Regions from separate parts of the Sus scrofa genome. Here region 1 is linked to region 2. The links are chromatin contacts, called in public Hi-C maps. All regions are on one chromosome and are shown on one strand. Each heading gives the region's core, a stretch centred on a gene start, on an enhancer-like site or on the middle of the called end of the contact. The rest is flanking DNA. Distances are from core to core; before and after follow the strand shown.

What was found. Hi-C and Micro-C count contacts between places; a contact is called where the count stands out from the background.
Region 1: a Hi-C map of omental adipose tissue shows a contact between it and region 2, with 13 times the contacts expected there. The contact joins two enhancer-like sites. A contact is called at or near these places in 6 of 47 Hi-C or Micro-C datasets (embryonic fibroblasts, fetal skeletal muscle, mesenteric adipose tissue and 3 more).

Annotation. Positions count from the first base shown.
Region 1 is chr12:43,413,765-43,417,156 of Sscrofa11.1, reverse strand. The region is part of intron 3 of RAB11FIP4 (rab11 family-interacting protein 4); the gene reads left to right. Among named protein-coding and RNA genes, the nearest start is that of RAB11FIP4, 59 kb to the left of the region's middle. Within about 2 kb of position 1,951, at least 21 of the 83 cell types and tissues checked have an H3K27ac peak or open chromatin away from gene starts, as enhancers often do. A contact at or near this core is called in omental adipose tissue and retroperitoneal adipose tissue, where this site is marked.
Region 2 is chr12:27,052,938-27,056,615 of Sscrofa11.1, reverse strand. No RefSeq gene overlaps it. Among named protein-coding and RNA genes, the nearest start is that of WFIKKN2, 38 kb to the left of the region's middle. Within about 2 kb of position 2,040, at least 53 of the 83 cell types and tissues checked have an H3K27ac peak or open chromatin away from gene starts, as enhancers often do. A contact at or near this core is called in omental adipose tissue and retroperitoneal adipose tissue, where this site is marked.

The DNA of each region.
Region 1 (3,392 bases), core at 702-3,201, about 16 Mb before region 2:
CTCGGGCTTAATCCTTATCTGGGTGGAGCTGGTGGAACCAGGAGATCTGGTCCAGCATCAGCCGACGCTCGCCTTCCCAAATGGCTCCGTCGTACCTCTCTGAGCTCCGGGCCTCTCCCTGCCTCTGAGGACTCAGGAGCTCAGGGAGGTCATTCAAGCCCTTGGAGGGCCTGGCCCTGGGCCTGGCTGGTCCCCCTGCACCCCCCCCTTTCTCCCCCCCCCCCCCCCCCGCCTCGTGGCCTGGGGAGAGGCAGCTCCATTACTGCTCTTTTTCTCTCCTTTCATCCCTGCTGTGATAGAATCTGCCCTGAGCGGTCAGTGCCCGGCCAGCTCTCAGGGCCCATTCTAATGAAGGTAACTGAATGCCCAGGCAGCTGAAACCGGCCTTTTGCAAAAGGGCCAGGGGAGGGCTGCCCTCGAGGGCAGACTGTGCCAGCTCTTGTTTGCCTTAGCCTGGTATTAGAGACTGGCTGGGCCCTGCTGCGCTGATGGAGGGGCCCAGGAAGGGGAAGGGGACGGAGAGCAGGTTTATTTGGGGTGAGCTGGGCTGGCTCCTGGCAGTTTGCTTTCAGTGCTTTCAGGAGTTGAAAAGGCAAACAGTAGATTTGGGTCACAAGGGGGTGGGTGGAGAAGGAGACGGTCTCATTAACCAGGATTCTGCTGCCAAGGGCTGGGGCTCCGGGCTCCGGCCTCGGAACCCTTCTGATCAGAGCTTCTCCTTCCCTCCTGCCCTCCCTCCTGCCCTCCCTCTGCTCAGAACCCACAGTTTCAAGCTGCTCCCGGGCAGACAGGTGTCACAAGGTCCAGAGCTCCTTTCCCTCGACTCAGGGGGCCTGCAGCAGAGTAGAAGGGCCTGCATCCAAATCCTGGCTCTGAACATCCTTGGGCAGGTTATGTAATCATTTTGAGCCTCGGTTTTGTCATCTGTGAAATGGGAAGAGTAGCACGTATGCTCGGGTGCATCCAGATGTTGTGGGGCCTGAAGCTCTTACAGTGTGTGGTCCTTTTGCCAATTTTACAAAGCCCGTGACCATGCAAGCCCACTGGCAGGGCCCCTCCTGAACACGGGAGGGCCCTAGAAGTCTAAATTGCATTGCGTGCACGTCCACCTGGTAGGACTATGAAGGATCCAGTGGGCTGATATGAGGAGAGCTGCTAGAACAGAACAGAGGAAGGCCCTGGGAAGTGCTCACGTTTCGTCTTATTACCTCTCAGGATTGTCCTGAGTGTCAGGGGTACGCGGAGTTATGCTCGTGGCACCCCACGCGGTGCCAGCAGATATGTTCTCTCGTTAGCTCACCCAGTGGTGCTCACAATAGGCCGGGCGCTGGGTTGAGGTCTGGGGTCACATGTTCCTCCGAGTGCGTTCAGTCTGGGAAGGGTTAGGGTTAGGGTTAGGGTTAGGTCTCTGCTGAGGCTCAGGTTTGATCCCTGGCCTGGGAACATTTGTATACCGTGAGCACAGCCAAAAACAAATGTTAAAGAATCAACAATGTGTATTAAATGACATATCTTTCAACACACACATAAAACAGTTGTGTGCTGATCGGTTCATGAAAATGTTGTGCTCGAAGACGGGCAGGAAGCAACTTGAATGTCAGCTACGGGAAGCAGAGCTTGTACTTGAACCTGGCCGGCCGGGCACTAGAGCACCTCCCGGCTGGCCGGCTGTGAATGTGGCCCTGTGGTCTAGGGAGACGGCAGGCGGCCCAGCCTGGAAGAAAGGTTTCTTTGCCAGGGCACTGGGCGGCGCCCCTCCCTCCGTGCGCCAGCCTCCCCTGGGCTGGGCCTCTCCAGGGACCACTTGACACAGGCGCCCCTTCAGTCCTCCGGGCTGAGGCCGCGGAGCCCCGCCGGCTTGTGGTTTCCCCCTAAGTGGGAGGAACACCGGCTCAGTGTCCCGGGGCCAGGGCTTTCGGTTTGCCTTTGCCCAGCCCAGCCCTGGAAGGGAAGCCGCAGTGGAGGTGGGGGTGCCCGAGAGGGAGCCCAGCCCGCCTGTTTATTCAGGGGCGGCCTGGCCCATCCTGGGCGGGTCCAATGAGCCTTGGCCCCGGGCCCTCCGGACACCACTACCCCCCTAGGGGCCCGCTGTCTCCCCAGCCCCGCTCACTGCCCTGTCATAGAGCAGAGCCCACAACACCCCTTCTGTCATTTAGGGGGCGGCTTGTTTGTTGTGGTTCGGGTGTTTTTGCATTCCAGGATTACTAAGATAATTTAGCAGACAATTGCAGGGGACTGGGCTTTCAAAGTGGATCGCAAGCCTTCGGGATGTGTCCTTCTAACCCGAGAAAAGATGTCAGATTGTCTTCATCCAGTCCCAGCCTTGTCTACGAGTTATTTTCCTCCCAGGAGCGGCTGAATTCCTGAGATGAAGGACCGGTCGCCCTGGGTCCATGGTCATGCAGGTCCTAGTTGCCCGCTGGGAACAGGGGTGCAGGGAGGGCTAACAGCACGTGAGGGGGGGCTGCGACCGTGATCGGGGGGCTCAGGGGGCGTCCAGGGCCCACTCTGCCAAGTGCAGCTGAGGCCAGGCAGTGGGCCTCCAGAACAGCTCTGGAGGAGCTCCCTTTGTGGCACAGTGGAAACAAATCTGACTAGTATCCATGAAGATGTGGGTTCTGTTTTTGTTTTTGTGGCTTTTTTTTGGCTTTTTATGGCCACACTCTTGGCATATGGAGGTTCCCAGGCTAGGGGTCTAATCAAAGCTGTAGCCGCCTGCTTATACCAGAGCCACAGCAACTCAGGATCCAAGCCACATTGCGACCTACACCACAGCTCACGGCAACGCTGGATCCTTAACCCACTGAGCGAGGCCAGGGATCGAACCTGCAACCTCATAGTTCCTAGTCAGATTCGTTAACCACTGTGCCGCAACGGGAACTCAAAGATGTGGGTTCTATTTTGCCCTAAAAAGCAAAATAAAATGAAATAAAACAGCTCTGGGAGGGTTGGGGGTGACCCAGCAGAGAGGGCATCCTGGGTGCCAAGCTGTGGGGCCGAGGAAGGAGCCTAGGCTTGGAGTGAAAAGAGCCAGTAAGACCCCCATAGCCCTCCCTGAGCCACTGCAAACAGACACTGTCGCCAGAGGTCCCAGCCTCAGGGCAGCTGAGGCAGCGTTTGGACTGCAGCTTCTCCAGTGTGGGGCCTCTCTGGTGACTCACACACCCAGCACACACGCGTGTGCACACATGCTGATGCCTGGAAGGGCCTCCCCTTCACCTGGAGCCCTAGGTGTCCAGCGCTGCATCAGAGAGCCCTGGACTCTGCGTCTCCTTGTATTTCCAGGTGGCTGGCCTGTGGTTTCTGCTCAGCAAATGTTTGAATAAATGAACTAGTGAATGAATGAATGAATGCGTGGTCTCCGTTCCACTGTGGTTGCTTTCAGGAAGTTA
Region 2 (3,678 bases), core at 791-3,290:
CCCAGAGGATATTTGGTGTCTAAAACGGAGCCCCAGAGTTCCCATCATGGCTCAGTGGTTAATGAACCTGACTAGCATCCATGAGGATGTGGGTTCGATCCCCGGCCGCTCTCAGTGGGTTAAGGTTCCAGTGTTGCCGTGAGCTGTGGTGTAGGTCGCAGACAAGGCTCAGATCCCGCATTCCTGTGGCTGTGGTGTAAGCCAGTGGCTACAGCTGATTGAACTCCTAGCCTGGGAACCACATACGCCTTGGGTGCAGCCCTAAAAAGACAAAATAAAATAAAATAAAATACCGAGCCCCTACTTGGGAGTTCCCATTGTGGTGCAGCAGGTTAAGAATCCGACTAGTGTCCATGAGGATGTGGGTTCAATACCTGGCCCCACTCAGAGGATTTAGGATCCAGCGTTGCCGTGAGCTATGGTGTGGATCGCAGACGTGGCTCAGATCTGGCGTTGTGGCTGTGGTGTAGGCTGGCAGCTGCAGCTCTGATTCAACCCTAGCCTGGGACCTTCCATAGGCCATGGGTGTGGCCCTAAAAAAATAAATAAGTAAAATAAAATAAAACTGACCCCCTACCTGGAAGTCCTCATCTAAGGCCAAAGCAGCTCCATTTACCCACTGGTTCAGACCAAAGCATCTCCTTGACTGCTGCCTCTCCTTCTTCCAGTGCACCTGCCACCTCTGTTGCAACCAGCTCCAAGGTGCATGCTAACTCTGGCCCCCTCGCTACTACCAACTCTCTCCCTGACAAGAGGAACAGCCTCCCCATCCCCTCAGGGGCTCCCTTCTGAAAATGTAATTCAGCCCTCTGATGGCTCCCTTCACACCTGGAGCAGAGTCCAAGCTGCTCATCAGACCCACAGAGGGCCACGGTGGCCTGGGTCATCGGTCATCGCCACGCCACGAGTTCACCTCCTTCCTCGGTTCCAGGGCCCGGGCGACCCAGCACCTCCTGCCGTAGAGCCTCTGCACCTGCTGCCCTGGAAACTTCTTCCTCCCATACTCACTGGCTCACTCTTTCCCCCATTAGGGCTCATCTCAGTTCAATAGCAAGGACTTCCCTGGCTGCTCAGCCTCAGATGGGGCCTCCCAGTCCTCAAAGCGCACCTTACTCTGTGTTTATTCTATGTCCTGGCCTCCGCATTGTAAGCCCCCAAAGGACAAGGACTTTGTCACTTTACATGTCGCTGTGTCCCCGGTGTTAGAACAGGGTTTACTGAATTGCAAATGTTCAATAAATATTTGTTGAATAGGAGGTCCCGTCGTGGCTCAGCAGAAACGAATCCAACTAGGAACCATGAGGTTGCAGGTTCGATCCCTGGCCTCACTCAGTGGGTTAAAGATCTGGCGTTGCCGTGAGCTGTGGTGTAGGTTGCCGACGAGGCTCAGATCTGGCGTTGCTGTGGTGTAGGCCGGTGGCTAGAGCTCCGATTCAACCCCTAGCTTGGGAACCTCCATATGCCACGGGAGTGGCCCTAAAAAGACAAAAAATATATACATATTTGTTGAATAGAACAAAATGGTGATGGGAGGAGGTGGGTTCCTATGCAGGGCCGGAGGTGGGGGATTCGGAGCTCAGATCAAGGGGTCTCGCTCAAGCACAGGAGGGCCCTGGTCCTTAGCCCTCCCTGCCTCCTCGAGTGTGACCCTCTAGACTCAGTCCTGGGACTTTGCTTTTATTTATTTATTTATTTATTTATTTATTTATTTCTAGGGCCGCCCCCGCAGCATATGGAGGTTCCCAGGCTAGGGGTCAAATCGGAGCTGTAGCTGCTGGCCTACAGCCACAGCAACACGGGATCCGAGCCATGTCTGCGACCTACACCACAGCTCATGGCAACTCCTGATCCTTAACCCACTGAGCGAGGCCAGGGATCGAGCCTGCAACCTCATGGTTCCTTGTCGGATTTGTTTCCACTGCGCCATGACAGGAACTCCAGTCCCGGGACTTTGATCCAGTCGGCTGTTAGACGGGGTGTGTGGAGGGCTGCGTGTTTCTGCTCTTGCCCTTTGCTTTATCACGAGAACATGCCCGGGCAAGCCGGCCGGATGATGAGAGCCCCACAGATATGTGTGTAGAGAACATTCTGGGCTGGACTGAGGGCACAGCTAATGCCAAGGCCCGAAGGCAGGACCTTGCCCGGTGTGCTCGAGAGAGGGCAGGGCAGCCCAGGGAGGGAGGGACAGTCCCCAGGGAGGCCACAGGAGCACCGAGGACTTTGCAGACCCCAGTGAGACAGGGGGGGCCTTTCCTCTATGTGAAATGAGCGGAGGCGGGTGTGATCGTTGTACTGCTGGTGAGAAAAGATACAGGCATGTGGCAGAAGCAGGGAGATGAGGGCTGGGGGACGTGGCGGTAAAGAGACCAGGGGCGGCCACCGCAGAGCAGGGGAGATGAGGTGGGATTCTGAGCGGGAGGGTGTGGGGGGTGCTTAGAGCTGGAGGATTTGCATAAGGACGGAGGTGGGGGTGAGCCCATGAGAGCAGGAAGGAGTTCTGAGCCGAAGACAGCAATGAGACCCCGCCTGAGGCCTTGGCGTGCTGCCCGGAGGGCCCCCCCGCCCGCCCTCTCCCTGCCGCTGTACTAGCCCCTTTTTCATTCCTCAAACACATGCATTTCTCCCCTGCCTCAAGCCGTTGCCACTTGCTGTCACCACTTTTCACTGGCTTTGCCTGGGAACCCTTGTCACTGGGTCACAGCTGAAAAGCCCTTCATAGAGACCTTTTGGGGACCCCACCCACCCCTGGATGATGGGCTGGGAGGCTCTTTCTCCTCCCCCCCTGCCCTGTCTCCCCCTTTCCGGGGCTCATTGTAATCCTGTGTTCTCTGGGTTAATGCCTGTCTCTGCTGGATTATGGAAAGCAGGGCCCTTTCTTAGCCAAGCTCCAGAGACAAGCTGCCTGCATTCACGCCTTGATTCCTCCTGTTTAAACCCATGCGGATGTAGGAAATCTACTAAACCTTCCCCCTCGGAAGGATGGCAGTAACTGAGATCCCATGAAATCATTAACATAAAGCACTTAGCTCAGTGCCTGGGACGTGGTTCAACAAATGTTAGCCACTACGCTAGCCACAGTAAGAAGCCCCGGGTAAGAACAATCTAGAAGCACTTAGTCTGTTTACATGACTTAACCATATTTGGCAAGCTCTCCGAGGGGTGGAAACCAGCAGCACTCCGGGTATCAGACGGCCTATGTGAGGCAGGTTGGAAACTGCCTCTTGGCAAACGCACAACTGGGGAAAGAAAAGAGATGTATGGCGTTTGTTGTTTTTGGTTGCTTAGCATCCAGACCCAGGGTTGGGAGGGCAGATCCCTAGACGGGCAGGAGGCAGGGTTCCCCTATGGAAGCCCAGTGGGGCCAAACTCCCTCTCCCAGATCCCTGCAGAGAGAGCTTGGCTGCTCAGCCTGAGCACATCCAGCTACCTAGGACTGGGCATTGACTGAAGGTCACAGAGAAGCTGGGACCATGCAGGTGTTTCTCCTCCGATGTTGGGGGCCCAGAAACCAGCACCCAGGGGCAGTGGTGACCGCGATGTCAGCGGCCGGCCCATCCTCACTTGTTCGGCTTTGTTCTACCTCCCAGCCTTCCGGGTTCCTGCCCAATTGATAAGCCCGGTTCTCCAGCCTAGTTTGTGATGCTATAGCCACCCATCATCCTTCCGGAACATTCCTTT